Regions from separate parts of the Macaca mulatta genome. Here region 2 is linked to region 1. Evidence: chromatin contacts called from public Hi-C data. All regions are on one chromosome and are shown on one strand. The core of a region is the stretch at or near the end of the contact, and the rest is flanking DNA. Distances in the headings are between cores, read along the strand shown.

What was found. Hi-C and Micro-C count contacts between places; a contact is called where the count stands out from the background.
Region 2: a Hi-C map of fetal cortex germinal zone shows a contact between it and region 1, with 4 times the contacts expected there. The contact joins the enhancer-like site here to the promoter of ZNF608 in region 1. A contact is called at or near these places in 2 of 14 Hi-C or Micro-C datasets (fetal cortex germinal zone and fetal cortical plate).

Annotation. Positions count from the first base shown.
Region 1 is chr6:133,676,771-133,683,483 of T2T-MMU8v2.0, forward strand. It overlaps ZNF608 (zinc finger protein 608), which reads right to left and starts at 2,117. Exons shown (of 10, transcript XM_078004481.1): 1 at 1,788-2,117.
Region 2 is chr6:134,118,294-134,124,851 of T2T-MMU8v2.0, forward strand. The region is part of intron 4 of LOC106998921 (a long non-coding RNA gene); the gene reads left to right. Among named protein-coding and RNA genes, the nearest start is that of ZNF608, 440 kb to the left of the region's middle. Within about 2 kb of position 2,423, at least 8 of the 40 cell types and tissues checked have an H3K27ac peak or open chromatin away from gene starts, as enhancers often do. A contact at or near this core is called in fetal cortex germinal zone and fetal cortical plate, where this site is marked.

The DNA of each region.
Region 1 (6,713 bases), core at 867-3,366:
GCATTTTTCCGCCCGTCCTGACAGATTTGATTTCTTGAACTAACTTAAGAGAAAAGGAGGGGGGGAGTAGAGGGAGGAGGAGGAGGAGGAGGAAGAAAGGGTGGGATGAGAAACTGGGCAAGAGGAGAAAAAGAAAGGTGTGGAGGAGGAGGGAGCAGATGATTCAGTGAGCTGATAAACCAGTTATAACAGCATTCGCTCGGGGCGGGGGGCGGTGGGGTGGGGAAAATAACGGCGTTTAAAAAGGGCTCAGTCTTCGAAACCTAAAGGATGTGATGTTTTCCTGTCTTACGTTGTTTTAAGAAAAAGGAACTGAGTTCCTAGTACAGTTCCCGAGGGGAGTGGAATCCTCTGTCGCTCAGGTCAATCAGTCATGTGGTAATTCGATAATTAGAGTCAAAAAAAAGGTTTTTGGTTGGTTTTTTTTTTTTTTTTTTTTAAGGCGACCTTTTTCGGGAGTTTATCCCTCTGATACTCGCAGCAAACGGTGTGTCTCCCTTTTATTTATTTTTTCTCTCCTCCTCCTCCCTTCACCCACCCCCTCCTGTGTTTAGTCAGATGGCCCCGGAGCTTGGCTTAGTATTTTTAATTAGCTGGCGTTTGGAAGCTAAAAGCAGTAATGAATTGTTGATGGATTGGAAGTGGAGAGTCGCTTTGCTGGAAATGTCGGGGCTGGGAGAGGGGGATGGGCGAGTTAGTAACAACCAACCATCTAAAAGGAGCGATTTTGTTACAGTGCAAGCCTTTCACATCACGTGAGGATCAAGGGCTCAATTGGTTGTCGTGAGAACAAAAATGGTGACAAGCGTATCAAGAAAATACTGATCTGGTCTTTAAAAAAAAAAGCTGTAGGTCTCTCCCCTCCCCCTGCACACACTCCCCCAACCTCCTCCCCCCGCCCCCCCGCAGTGGGCGAAGCTACAAGTTATGAATGTGAAACATTTCTCGGAGATCTAGGATCTCCGAAGTTCGGAAGGAGTGAAATGTAATGAGCACAAGAGCAAAGCAGATGTTTTAAAGAAACACTTTATAAACCTTTCAACTTATCTCCAATTTGTCAGCTTTCCCAGGGGGCCAGGGACGGGGACGCCTGGGGGAGGGAGAAGGGTACCTCCGAGCTACTTGGATTTTAGGGACCCCCACTTCATGTATTAAACAAAGAAAAACCTTTTGCTTGCTCACCAGCCTGGTCCTGTAATAAACACACCATTGTTACTATTTGGGGGTTTGTTTGGGTTGGGTCGGGCTTTTATTTTTTCTCTTAATGGTATTTTTGTTGCTTGCTTTTTCAAGGAGATGGCGAATGGTAATTATAACCATTACACGTAATGAGTGACTATTCCCTTGTTTAATTTTAAATTATCGGGCACTGGGAGCTGACAGGAGAGAGAAATCGGCTTGTTCTGCCCTTGCCCCCATTTTCCTGGATCGGTTTGGGAGAAGGGTCTGCCCAGCTAGGACAGAAGAGGGAGGGAGTAAGGTGAGCTAGAGAATTGACACTGCAGACCAGGATATGTAACTGTGTCACTTTTATTCTCCTTTGGGTTAGAGCCCAAAAGCTAATTTACTCTAAGTTACCCCGAGTGCCCAGTCAAGCTTAATTTGTGTGAAGTTACAAATGCTTCACCCTCCACTGAATAAAATTCACCCTTCTTGGGTTGTTGTTCTAAATGCAAAAGCCAAACCCTGTAACTAGTTCCTCATTTCTATGCATAAAACTCGCACATTCCCCTGCATGAAGTCCCCGCTAAGTGCTATATAGAGACACACCACGCAACCGTACTTACGGTCTGTATTGGATGGAGTTGACCTTTTCCTTCTAACTGCATTGAATGTGTTTGGTTGCAGCCGCTTTATTTTGGAAATTATAATCTCTTCAACAAATTTATTATTAAAGAAGATGGACCATCAAATGTCACAGACCGGCCTGTGTATGTTTTATAAAAGCAAAAATTAAAATTTAAGAAAAGCAAAACAAAAATCCCCCTGGTGCACACACACAACAAGCTTGTTCTGCAACACTGAAATCAGGACTGAAACACAACACACACACAGGGGGAGTGGAGCAAAAGAAGCTCTCAGCCTCTATACCTGAAAGGGACTTTTCTTTGTTCCCAGTGCCCTTTCGCATCGGGCCAATCAGAGAGCAGCTTTTATGAAACTGGGCTCTCTCATTGGCTAGCTGCTTTCTCTTGGCTACTGTAGGGGGTTGAGATATACACACGTATAAAACACACACTGAGAGCGGGTGGGGGTGCTGTGGGGGGTGGTTGTGGAGACAAAGCGTTTTATTTTCCAACCAGATTGGGGTTGAGGAACCTCCCGCAGTAAGAAGGGAAAAAAATGGTGCGCCCGTTTCAATTACTACATCATTCACATAAAACACTTATTTATTAAAACAAATCTCAAACAGGCTGCGAGGAGAGGATGTCGGTAAATACAAGTTTGATTGTGTTATCTTGGGGGAAATAATGTATGTGATCGCTCGGTGGCAGAGAGAAGCCAAATGAGCCACTAGCGCGTAGCGAGGAGAAAAGGGAGGCTGGCTGTGTGGAAATGACTGCGAGCATTTTGCTGGCTTCCCTTCCTTGTTCCAAGGACTCCGCAGTCCAACTCCCAAGACTGATTTTCTGTATTGCAGCTTCTGGCTTTCAACCCTCCCCCCACCACTTTGCCCTTCCTGCAATTTTTTTTTTTTTTTTTTTTTTTCTTTTTCTTCCCTGTGTCTCTCTTTTTACTCGCTGATTAAATAAGAAAAATCGATCTGCGGGTAAAGGCGATGGTGGGGAAACAAGTAACCCTTTTGTTTCCAGGGCTCTGGTCTACAAGCACTGAAGTGTGAATGCAGGCGACCATTTAACCAACACTATGTGAATGATTCTTCCCTGGAATTAGTAACAAATCTTTTCCACCTGGTGTTATTGACGCCAAAAAAGAAAAAATATTAAAATAAGGTCCTAGCTAATCATAGTAACACCTCGGGCCAGCCTCATCTTTTTAAAAATTGACTTGTGAAAGTTAAATATACTAGGAAGATTAACTGTTGAACAGTTCCAGTACACATATTTAAACTGTGGAATGGTCAGAATTCCTCTTCCCCCAAATCTTTCACCCTACTGCTGGGGAACCGGGTGTCATAAATCTTCTGAATGCTACATCTACAATCCACAAACACAGAAATATTTTACAATTTATTGTAGGACAAATGCCAGCAACCAAGTTAATGAGACTCAGGTCACAGGATAAGAGAGGTTAATATGAAATAACAAGTTTAGCGTTTTACTATAACAGCTAACATATTTAAGCTAATGTATTTACATATATTAAGCCTTTAGAGTACATTTAATTTTGAATTTTTTTATTGTTACCTTCATTATTTTTAGAAGCTACAATATGGACATTTTAAAGTCAAAGGGTACTGTAAACTGAAAGCATCATGATCCCAAGTTGTAAAGATCCTGTACTACTGTAATTGTAATTTCCACATGACAATTGCAATTTAAGATTGTGTCTTAACTGAGTCATATGGACACATATAAAGTGAATGAGTGCTAGCAGAAGACAGCTTCTGATGTAAATATTCAGTGATGACTTCGTGGATCAATAAAAATATTTATGTCACATATTTTAAATAATGGCTATTGACTCATGTTTGAGCTTTCAGTATATTTAGTCTATAAAAAATTGCCAATTAGCTGTTTCACTACCATAAATGAACTAGATTTGAGGCTGCAAATAGTTATAAACAGCAGTTTCCACCCTTTATTGGGATATATAAACCAGAGGAATGCAATCTGTAATAGTCCTTAGCTCTCCCTAAGTCAATTTGTATTCAAATCAAAGCTGTACTTTAACAAATAAAATGGGCAAATTAGGGATCCGTTTTAGCTTTGAGATTTGTTATATATGTTTGAATGTACAGATTTTACATTTGTGTATGCCCCATTGATAAGAATACAGCACCATACTGTTTTTTGACTTTTCTTCTTTTAAAAGAGTGATTTCTCAAAGGACCAGATCACTCTTGGGCACTTCCTGTGTCCCTGGGGTGCCATCTACATCTCAGCCTTTGGAAGCCCATGCCTACCCCATATGTTATATTAGTTTAGAAAAATCAATAGTTAGTTCTTAAAAGAATGGGACATTTAAAAATGAGACCTAGTGAAGCTGGAGAAGATTGCAGTTCCTCCAATACAAAACAAATTACAGCGTCTGCAGCACAGATGAAGTCTAACTAAAACCAAAGTTTAGGGTTCCTAATAATCAAATAATCTAATCTAACCCTAGCTTCAACACTTAAACCCAAACCTTAAACCTTTCTGAGAAACCCTACTGGCCAAAGATGAAGGCTTAGGCCTGACCCGACCACATAATTTAACCCAAACCATTTTGACAAATTGAAGTATTTCCTTCCATTCCAACATCTCCACACTCCATTTACACCCCACCCCCACCTCCTTCCTCCCAGGTTCTTCCAGGAGACTTTTGAATAAACCAGTGTTGTCAGACTGGCTTTTCTTGTGTTTGTTTTGTTTTGTTTTGTTTGACAAAGAGGCCAATCAAGAGGCATCAGAGGACCATCACCTAATTGGTGACTGAAACTAAGACAATTAACTACCAGCTTTGAAAATCAGAGCTACTCTTCTCACAAAATTGGGGAGTTTTCTGTATTTATAGAGACGAAAATGTTATCTTAATCTCTCATCAAGGTAACTAGGAACCTATTTATCTGCATTCTAATATCCACATGCATATACTTCATAATAGCAATGCACTACTGTATAATATGCTCACTATGTAATTTTACACCTTAGTGTCTACTCAGAGATGTGTTAGAAAGGAGGAGATGTCTGGAAATGAGTATTTGGAACAGAGGGTGGAAGAAGCATGAGGATAGTGTAAAAGGGCATTTAAAAAGTATCATCCAGCTCTTTGGGAGGCCGAGGTGGGCAGATCACCTGAGTTCGGGAGACCAGCCTGACCAACATGGAGAAAACCCCGTCTCTACTAAAAATACACAATTAGCCGGGCGTGGTGGTGCATGTCTGTAATCCCAGCTACTCAGGAGGCTGAGGCAGGAGAATCGCTTGAACCCAGGAGGCGGAGGTTGCAGCAAGCCGAGATCGGGCCATTGCACTCCAGCCTGGGCAACAAGAGCAAAACTCCATCTCAAAAAAAAAAAAAAAAAGACCATCCCACCTCCAACAACCTCCACTGTCCCCTCCTTGGATCTCAAGATCAACTCTGCTTATAGATCATTGTTAAGGTCATCAAAAGGTCCCTTTCCTCCTTTTTTAAAGACAGAAGATCTCGATGCTGAGGAGGCCAGGGGCTTCTAGCAATAACACAGGAAAATATGGTGATCTTTCTTTGGTGCCTATTTCCTCTGATTTAGGGTATATTCTTAAAGATCAAAGATTATTTCTTGGGCTAGGCCTCATGCTTGTAATCCCAGCACTTTGGGAGGCTGAGGCTGGAGGATTGCTTGAAGCCAGAAATTCAAGACCAGCCTGCTTAGCATAGTGAAACCCTGTCTCTAGAAAATTCTTTTTTTTTTTTTTCCTTTTGAGCTGGAGTCTCGCTCTGTCGCCCAGGCTGGAGTGCTGTGGCATGATCTCAGCTCACTGCAACCTCCACCTCCCGGGTTCAAGCGATTCTTCTGCCTCCGCCTCCTGAGTAGCTGAAATTACAGGCGTGTGCCACCACGCTTGGCTAATTTTTGTATTTTAGTAGAGACGGGGTTTCACCATGTTGATAAGGCTGATCTCGAATTCCTGACCTCATGATCCTCCCGCCTCAGCCTCCCAATGGGCTGGGATTACAGGTGTGAGCTACTGTGCCCAGCTGCAGAAAATTTTTAAAAACCTAGCCAGGTGTGGTAGTACATGCCTATAGTCCTAGCTACTCTGGAGGTTGAGGTGGGAGGATCATTAACGGCCAGGAGTTGGAGGCTGCATCGTAACACTGTATTCCAGCCTGGGCAACAGAATGAGAACATGTCTAAATATATATCTATTTCTCCAGTTTTTGTGTATTTGTAAGGGAGTCTATTCCTAAGCCTACCTTTTCTATATTTATGCCAACATTGACACTTGAGATCTACTTAGGATCAAGGGAAAAAGTGGAAAACAAAGTTATAAAAAATAAAACCTACATGGAAAAGGGGTTAATTTATAGGAAAAGGAACTTAATTTAGACATAATGAGAAACTTACTGGCTATCCCAGAGGATTATGGAGAAAGATTCTTATCTCTCTGGGTTTGCTCATGAACAGGATGGCCTCAAGGCAGCGGGCAGGTGTCCTGCCCTGGTTTCTAGGCAATATAGTTGATGACTTATGAAACACCTACACAAACACTAGAAGGTCTTTGCTTTTTTCCCCTACGGGTAACATCCTGACTTGCTAAAGGTCCTCTAGAAAAAACACTGTCTCTACTTTTTCACACCTGCATGCTAAATCCAATTCAAGTTTCTAGGTAGTACTTTTAACAATATCCATTTCCCAGGCTGGATGTGGTGACTCATGCATGTAATCTCAACAGTTTTAGAGGCTGGGGTGAGAAGATGGCTTGAGCCCAGAAGTTCAAGACCAGCCTGGGCAACATAGGGTAACCTCACCTCTACATAAAATTAAAAAACTAGGCCGAGCGCGGTGGCTCATGCTTGTAATCCCAGGACTTTGGGAGGCTGAGGCAGGAGGATCACGATGTCAG
Region 2 (6,558 bases), core at 1,173-3,672, 440 kb after region 1:
TCAAGGTGAAAGGACAGTTATCAACAGGCAAATCTATTTTGGAAGATATGTTTTCAAATATGTGTATGCTTTTTCTGTTCATACAAATCCAGCAAGGATTTTGAACATTTATCTGAATGATGCAGTCAATAATAAAGCTAGTATGGATAAGTTAGGAAATGGATCTCCCCGCCCCACATCCCCAGTTTTAGATCCTGGTTTGGAACTATTTGGATAATTATTTCACTTCGGCTATACAAGCTTATATTTCCCCCCCATTTATGAATTTGATGTATTATTTTAGACTAAGATCTATTTGCAGTCATAAAATAGGAGACAGGCTTTAAACACTCTACAAGTACACATTTGTATTCTTATGGTGAGATCGGCATTCAACTGGAAGGTTAAATGGAGTTCAGATAATTTCTTTTTTTATTCTTTGCTCTGGCTTTTGTCTCATGTCTTTCAGCAAAAGTGAATAAAGATGTCTCCATTTTACACCAAAAGATTCAATTACTTTTCAAATGCTGGGTAAACATCTGCAGATGAACAGTCTTAAGCAACGTATTTTGATTCTACACAAACTTATGTGACACTTTTGTTTTCTCTCCAAGAGCAGAGAATAGATTCAAGCCTGCTATTCTGAGCTGGAGCTTCCACTGCCACTAGCACTGAACTTTTGGCAGGCAGCCAGCCAATCTCTGTGGCCCAGTGAAACTCTGATTCCATCTGCTCCAGCAGTGCAATATATTCCACTTCAGGTCAAAAGCGGGGAGCCAGCAGTATTAACATTACACTAATCTGTAAAGACATTTTCACTGGGCTAGATAGGCTAATGTTACACAGGCTTTCAAAGCTTCAAGGGTAAGGAGCAACAGTAATTGTCAGGGGAAGATACAGTAGGCAGTGGATTCTTGCTGAGAATATTCCAAGATAGTCTAGATGGATGGTTCTAAAGGATGAAGAAAGAAAGAAATACCTTTTAAAAGAGACAAGTCCTTTGCTATCTTGTTAAGCAGGTATTTCAAACACAGCTTTGGATCATATGTTTAGCAATTATAAACTCTATTATCCTTTTTTTTTTTCTTGCTTACTCCTGTATCCCCAAAACTTCTTAAGCACACACGTTTACACACACACAACCTCAAAGCCTATTAAATAATTGATGAAAAGTACAATCTCTATTAAAAAAAAAAAACTAGCTGGAAATAAATTGCTTAGTATAACCTTGCTGTTACAAAATCAGAACCATTTCCAAGCTCTTAAAAGATTTGTTAAATAAAAGTGAGCATGTGGCTAACCCCTCCCCCATCTTCTCCTCCCCCCCCTACTCCACCGCCAGCTACCCCTCCCTACTTTTCTGTGGTTTGTAGAAAATTTGCTTAGTCTGGGGGATACACAGATCTGTAATCAATTGCTCTTTAAACATAACCTACCAAGAACTTTATTATAGGCCCTTTATGGAAAATATACCGAAGGAAAATACTCTGAAAGCAGATTAATGTATACGATGGAAATTTAATACCAGTAGCAGAAAGGGTCTTTTTTGTTTCCCTAGTTCTTTGGTTGGGGGGAGAAAGGTAGTTTAAGATTCATGCCTGTAAGCACATCAGAAGGCATTAACAACTACATTTCAGGAAATTGTAATGTATAAAAATTCAATTTAGACTGCTTGATTTTCTTTTAGCAGAAGAGGAAAAATGTTTGGCTGGAAATAAACCGTATGAAAATTCCCACAATTAGGAAGTATACAGCTATGTTTTTGCTATAATTTGATGTTATGCACAGTTGACGTGAAAAAGTACTTTTGTGCTAGAATGATAGATTTCCCTCTAGATGGAAATATGCTATCTCTATAATGTAGACAGCAACAAAACCCACACATTTCAGTTTTCTTTCCTTATAGAGTAAGTAAAAATCTAGGGTTATATAAAGTTTTCACTTATCTTCCTCTTTTTTCAACGTAAATATGAAAGCTGTCTGGAAATTTGTAAAACTATTGGGCTTTTCAATCTCAGAAAATAATGAAGGAAATTTGGCAAGCATTTTTATTGTACAGATTTAACATTTATTGCCTCTATTTATTCTTTGTCATAAAAATTTGGCTATAAAAGGAACTAAACTTACATGGAATTGAAGACTTTCCCTTCCTTTTTTTTTTTTCTTTTTTTTAAACAATTCTCCATCTAAATGGAAAATTCACACAGGGTACAGACTAATGAATATGCATGAGTCCATGCATTGATATACATATGATTTCTCGTCTATAAAGAACGGTTTGGAAGACTTGTTATCTGACCAGAAAAGCCTGTAGTAAGTTGAGATAAAGGATGCTGACTCCAATCCCCTCAGCCTTTGCAATTGCTTTATATTCTAATCACTGCACTAAGCATCTGTCCCCGGCAGGCAGCTTGTTCAATCTAGCAGATAACGAATGCAGCCCAATGGTGGCTGCGCTGGCCCTTCCCCACGCACGCGAGGAGCTAGTGTTCCATTCCTCTGATTACACAGGCAGCGGGAAAGCACTCTCAGAGCTGTAATTGCCTCCGTTATGAAACATCTTCACCTGTTAGCCAAAGCTAAGTTGAATCACAGCAGAAATTATTAACAGTGGCTGTTTTCAAGCCAGCTTAATTTGAGCTGATGCTGCTGTTCACTTAACCCAGATGAATAGGTGTGCAGGAGCAGAGTCTAAGCAGAGATGACACCCCAATGAATATTTGCTCGCAGCCCTGCTGCAGGGAGCTGACTTGCACAACAACAGACGATTGTTAAAAAGCTAAGGGGGACTGGGGCGTTGGACAGGACTGGCTCCTCGGCAGGTACCTCTGTGCTCATGAGAACTTCCTGACTAATGGCTCCTTTTAACAGCTAAATCATTTTTTCAATTAGTTTCCACAAATGTTGGCAAACACAAACTGTTTTTGGGGAGTGTGCACAATGATGCGAGAAACTCTACCCTGCTTCCAGAGTGGCCAGAAACACTCTCTTTCAGAGAGCTGAACAGGCATTAAAATTTAATGGTCTGCTTTCATTTTCTCCGCAGTGTGCTTCAAGATGATTATAAATTACAGCATTCTGCTTACTTTTGACGGAATAAGTCATGTATCAGCACTTGATTTAGAAGCTATGTGTGCTTGACATATGAAACACATCTTGCAGATGTGATTTATCACAGAGCTCTTTTTTTTGTTTCAGGACAAAATAGCTGAACAGGAGGCTTGCCATTGTGATGGTGACCGCCATCCCCACAGTGGGGGTATGGCTGTAGTTTCAGAAGATTGAATCTTAAGAGTCTGAAAAATCTGAACATATCTCTATTTTTCAAGTTGAGGAATTCTTTTGTTTTTCAAAGCTCAACATGATTCCAAAAGATCTCACCCTTTTTTTTTTTTAAATAAACTTTGCTGGAAAAGATGAGCAAGGCATGACTAAATATGGAAATTTTCTCCCAATGTTGGATGGGGTGTCACAGAGCAAGACATCCTCCTGTAATGCCAGGGCAATTCGGGAAGCTGCTGGCTTGTAGGGCCTCGGATGCAATACGACTGGCCCAGGAGGCAGGTTGAGAGCAGATGGGGGATTTGTCATTTGGATGGGTATGAGACTAGAGGGATGGTCTATAAAGGCAATGCCTGATTCTGCTGTCAGCTGGTATATTTCTTTGCCTCTGAGGTTATATCTGCTGGTGATCGGAGCTGCAACATGGCCAACCCATTCATTTCAACATCTCTTTAGCAACAGCTCTGATGGCTGCCGCCAAAATAGTTGTGTGAGGACCCACACTGATCATGAAATGATTTAACCAAGCAATCAGCTGGGCCATGCTTTATTTACCAAGTCTGACTAATAACTGTAACAAAGCTGCAGAAATCCTAAATATTATTTCAAAATCACATTTCCCATAGAAAGTGTAAATTGGAAGTACATTCCCCTTGTCTCCTACTGCATCCTTATAAAACCAAATTCATATTTCGCCTTACCTCTTGTGTGTAGCTTTATCAGCATCTCCTGTTAGTTATTCATGGCCTCTTCTCTTTGGACAGTCTATTCCAGTACTTGTGACAATGTACTGTAATTATCTGTGATCTTTCTTCCTCCCACTATATTATTCTGTAAGACCTAACTCTTAATCAACTTCCTCTCCTCAGTCCCTGGTATACAGCCTGACTCAAAATAGGCTCTCAATAACATTTTTAGGTGAATTAATGTTGAATGAATACATAAATGAATGATTATTTCAGTCAAAGAAATATGTGAGAGTATATAGCAGACCTGGCAATAGTCCCTTAACATCTCTTTCTCCTTTTCATATGGGAAAAGAAATCTCAGTTTTTAGCTGGGCACATGGTTTCCTGGAATTAAGACTTTCTCAGCCTCACCTGCAGCTAGGCATGATTGTTTTCTAGAATGGGTCAATGGGATGTAGGTGGAAGTGGTATGGTAATTTAGGCAATGTTCTTGAGCACAGTTGTACAGAGGCTGTAATGGCTGCAGCTCTAGCAGTCAGTTTATACTCCAGGGTGTTCTTGGGATTGAAAGCCCTGTACCACAGAACGACAGGATAGAAGGAATTGGGGGTTCTGATACCACGGAGAGCACACTAACCCTGGCCTGAGTACTTACAGATTTCTGGAATGTGAGAGGAGAAAAATAAAAACAAAAACAAAAACAAAAAAAGTCACCCTCATACAATGTGTAAACTGAAATCCTTGCTATGATTTACCAGTAGGACCAGCTACATAATTTGTAGAGTTTGGTGCAAAATAAAAATGAGATATCCTTTGTTCAAACATGATTAACAATCCCAAGACAGCAACAGCAGAGATTAAAGCAAGTGCATAGAACCCTGTGTGATGAAGCTGACCTTGCTTACAAGGCCTGATATTACTTGATTCCTACCAAAACTTCTTGAAACTCACTTTGTATCAATGCCATCATCAATTACTAAATTTTAGCCACAGAGGCCTTGTTTCCTGGAAAAATTAAACTCTTTCCTGCCACAGGACATCTGGACTTGGCTTTTCTAAGTTAAGAATACTCTGTGACAGGTAATTGCAATGCTCATGATTCTTGTGCTGGCTTCTTCTCCATCTTTATGAAACAAGCCAACGTAACCTCTATAGGAGAGTCTTTTTTAGCACCTCTTCACTTGAGGTACTGTAGTGCCGCCTTGTTTCTTCTGAGGTACACCTCTACTGATTTCTTATTATATTGCTTTCTTTTAGAAATTACTAGAATGTAAGCTTCTGAAGGGCAGATGCTGTTTGTGTTTTATTCATTGATATATTACTCATACAGTACACTGCTTACTTAGAACATAGTAGGAGCTCACTGAATATTTGACATGTGGTAAATGAGGACAACTTCAAGAATTTGGGCATTTAACCTGAATCATTTGGGTTTAAGGGTAGATTTCTCTTTTCCTTCTTTCTTTTTTTTTTTTTTTTTTTTTTTTTTTTTGAGATGGAGTCTTACTCTGTCACCCAGGCTGGGGTGCAGTGGCACGATCATGGCTCACTGCAACCTCCACCTCCACCTCCTGGGTTCAAGTGATTCTCCTGCCTCAGCCTCCCAAGTAGCTGGGACTACAGGCACGCACCACCATGCCTGGCTAATTTTTGTATTTTTAATAGAGACAAGGTTTCACCATATTGGCCAGGCTGGTCTTGAACTCCTAACCTCATGATCCACCCGCCTCGGCCTCTCAAAGTGCTGAGATTACAGGCATGAGCCACTATGCCCAGCCAGATTTCTTGAGCTTTCTCAAAAACACTTTGCCTGATTTTACCAATTTATTCTATAAACACTTGATTCTCTATATTTGGTTATGTGGAAGTAGCCATGCAAAGGTAAAACTCACTTGTGTAAATATTTCCCAGAGTTGTTAGATGTGTGAAAAAGGAGGAATCTTCTCTCTGCTGGACATCTGTTTATATTGTAATTCATACACACATGCCACCCTTAGAATCAAAACTACTAACTTCCTTCTCCTACAGCTTACTGTCTACATCAACATGTCTACATTTAGTACTCCTTATTTTCATTAGCATGACTTTACTACTCCAGGAGCTTCTTGCCCAGGCAAGTAACTTGATTGTTCATTACTGGAACTCCCTGAAATACCCATCAACCCTTCATTAGAAAACATCAACAGGGAGTTGTTTCCATAGATTCTTTGAATCCTTTGCCTCACTTCCGTTCCACCAATCCTAAACTGATAGAAATTACAATCCTTACCCAATCCTAATCAAGTCCTTGTGTTGGAAGAACCACTTCACACCAAACTTTTGAGGTAGGAAAATAGGGTCTGGAGGCAGGGAACATAACACCAATTCACACTTCAGCTATGACAGGAAATATTCTCTCTATAGGGCATAGGCCAAGTAAATAACTTTGTAACTTTACTTCATCCTCTCCATTTACACAAGGCATACAGAAGTAACCATGGAATCCTCTAGAGGGTATTTAAACTCCCAAAAATTCTGTAACGGGGCTCTTGAGCCCTTATGCTCACCCCACTCCCACACTGTGGAGTGTACTTCATTTCAGCAAATCCTTCATTCCTTCCTTGCTTTG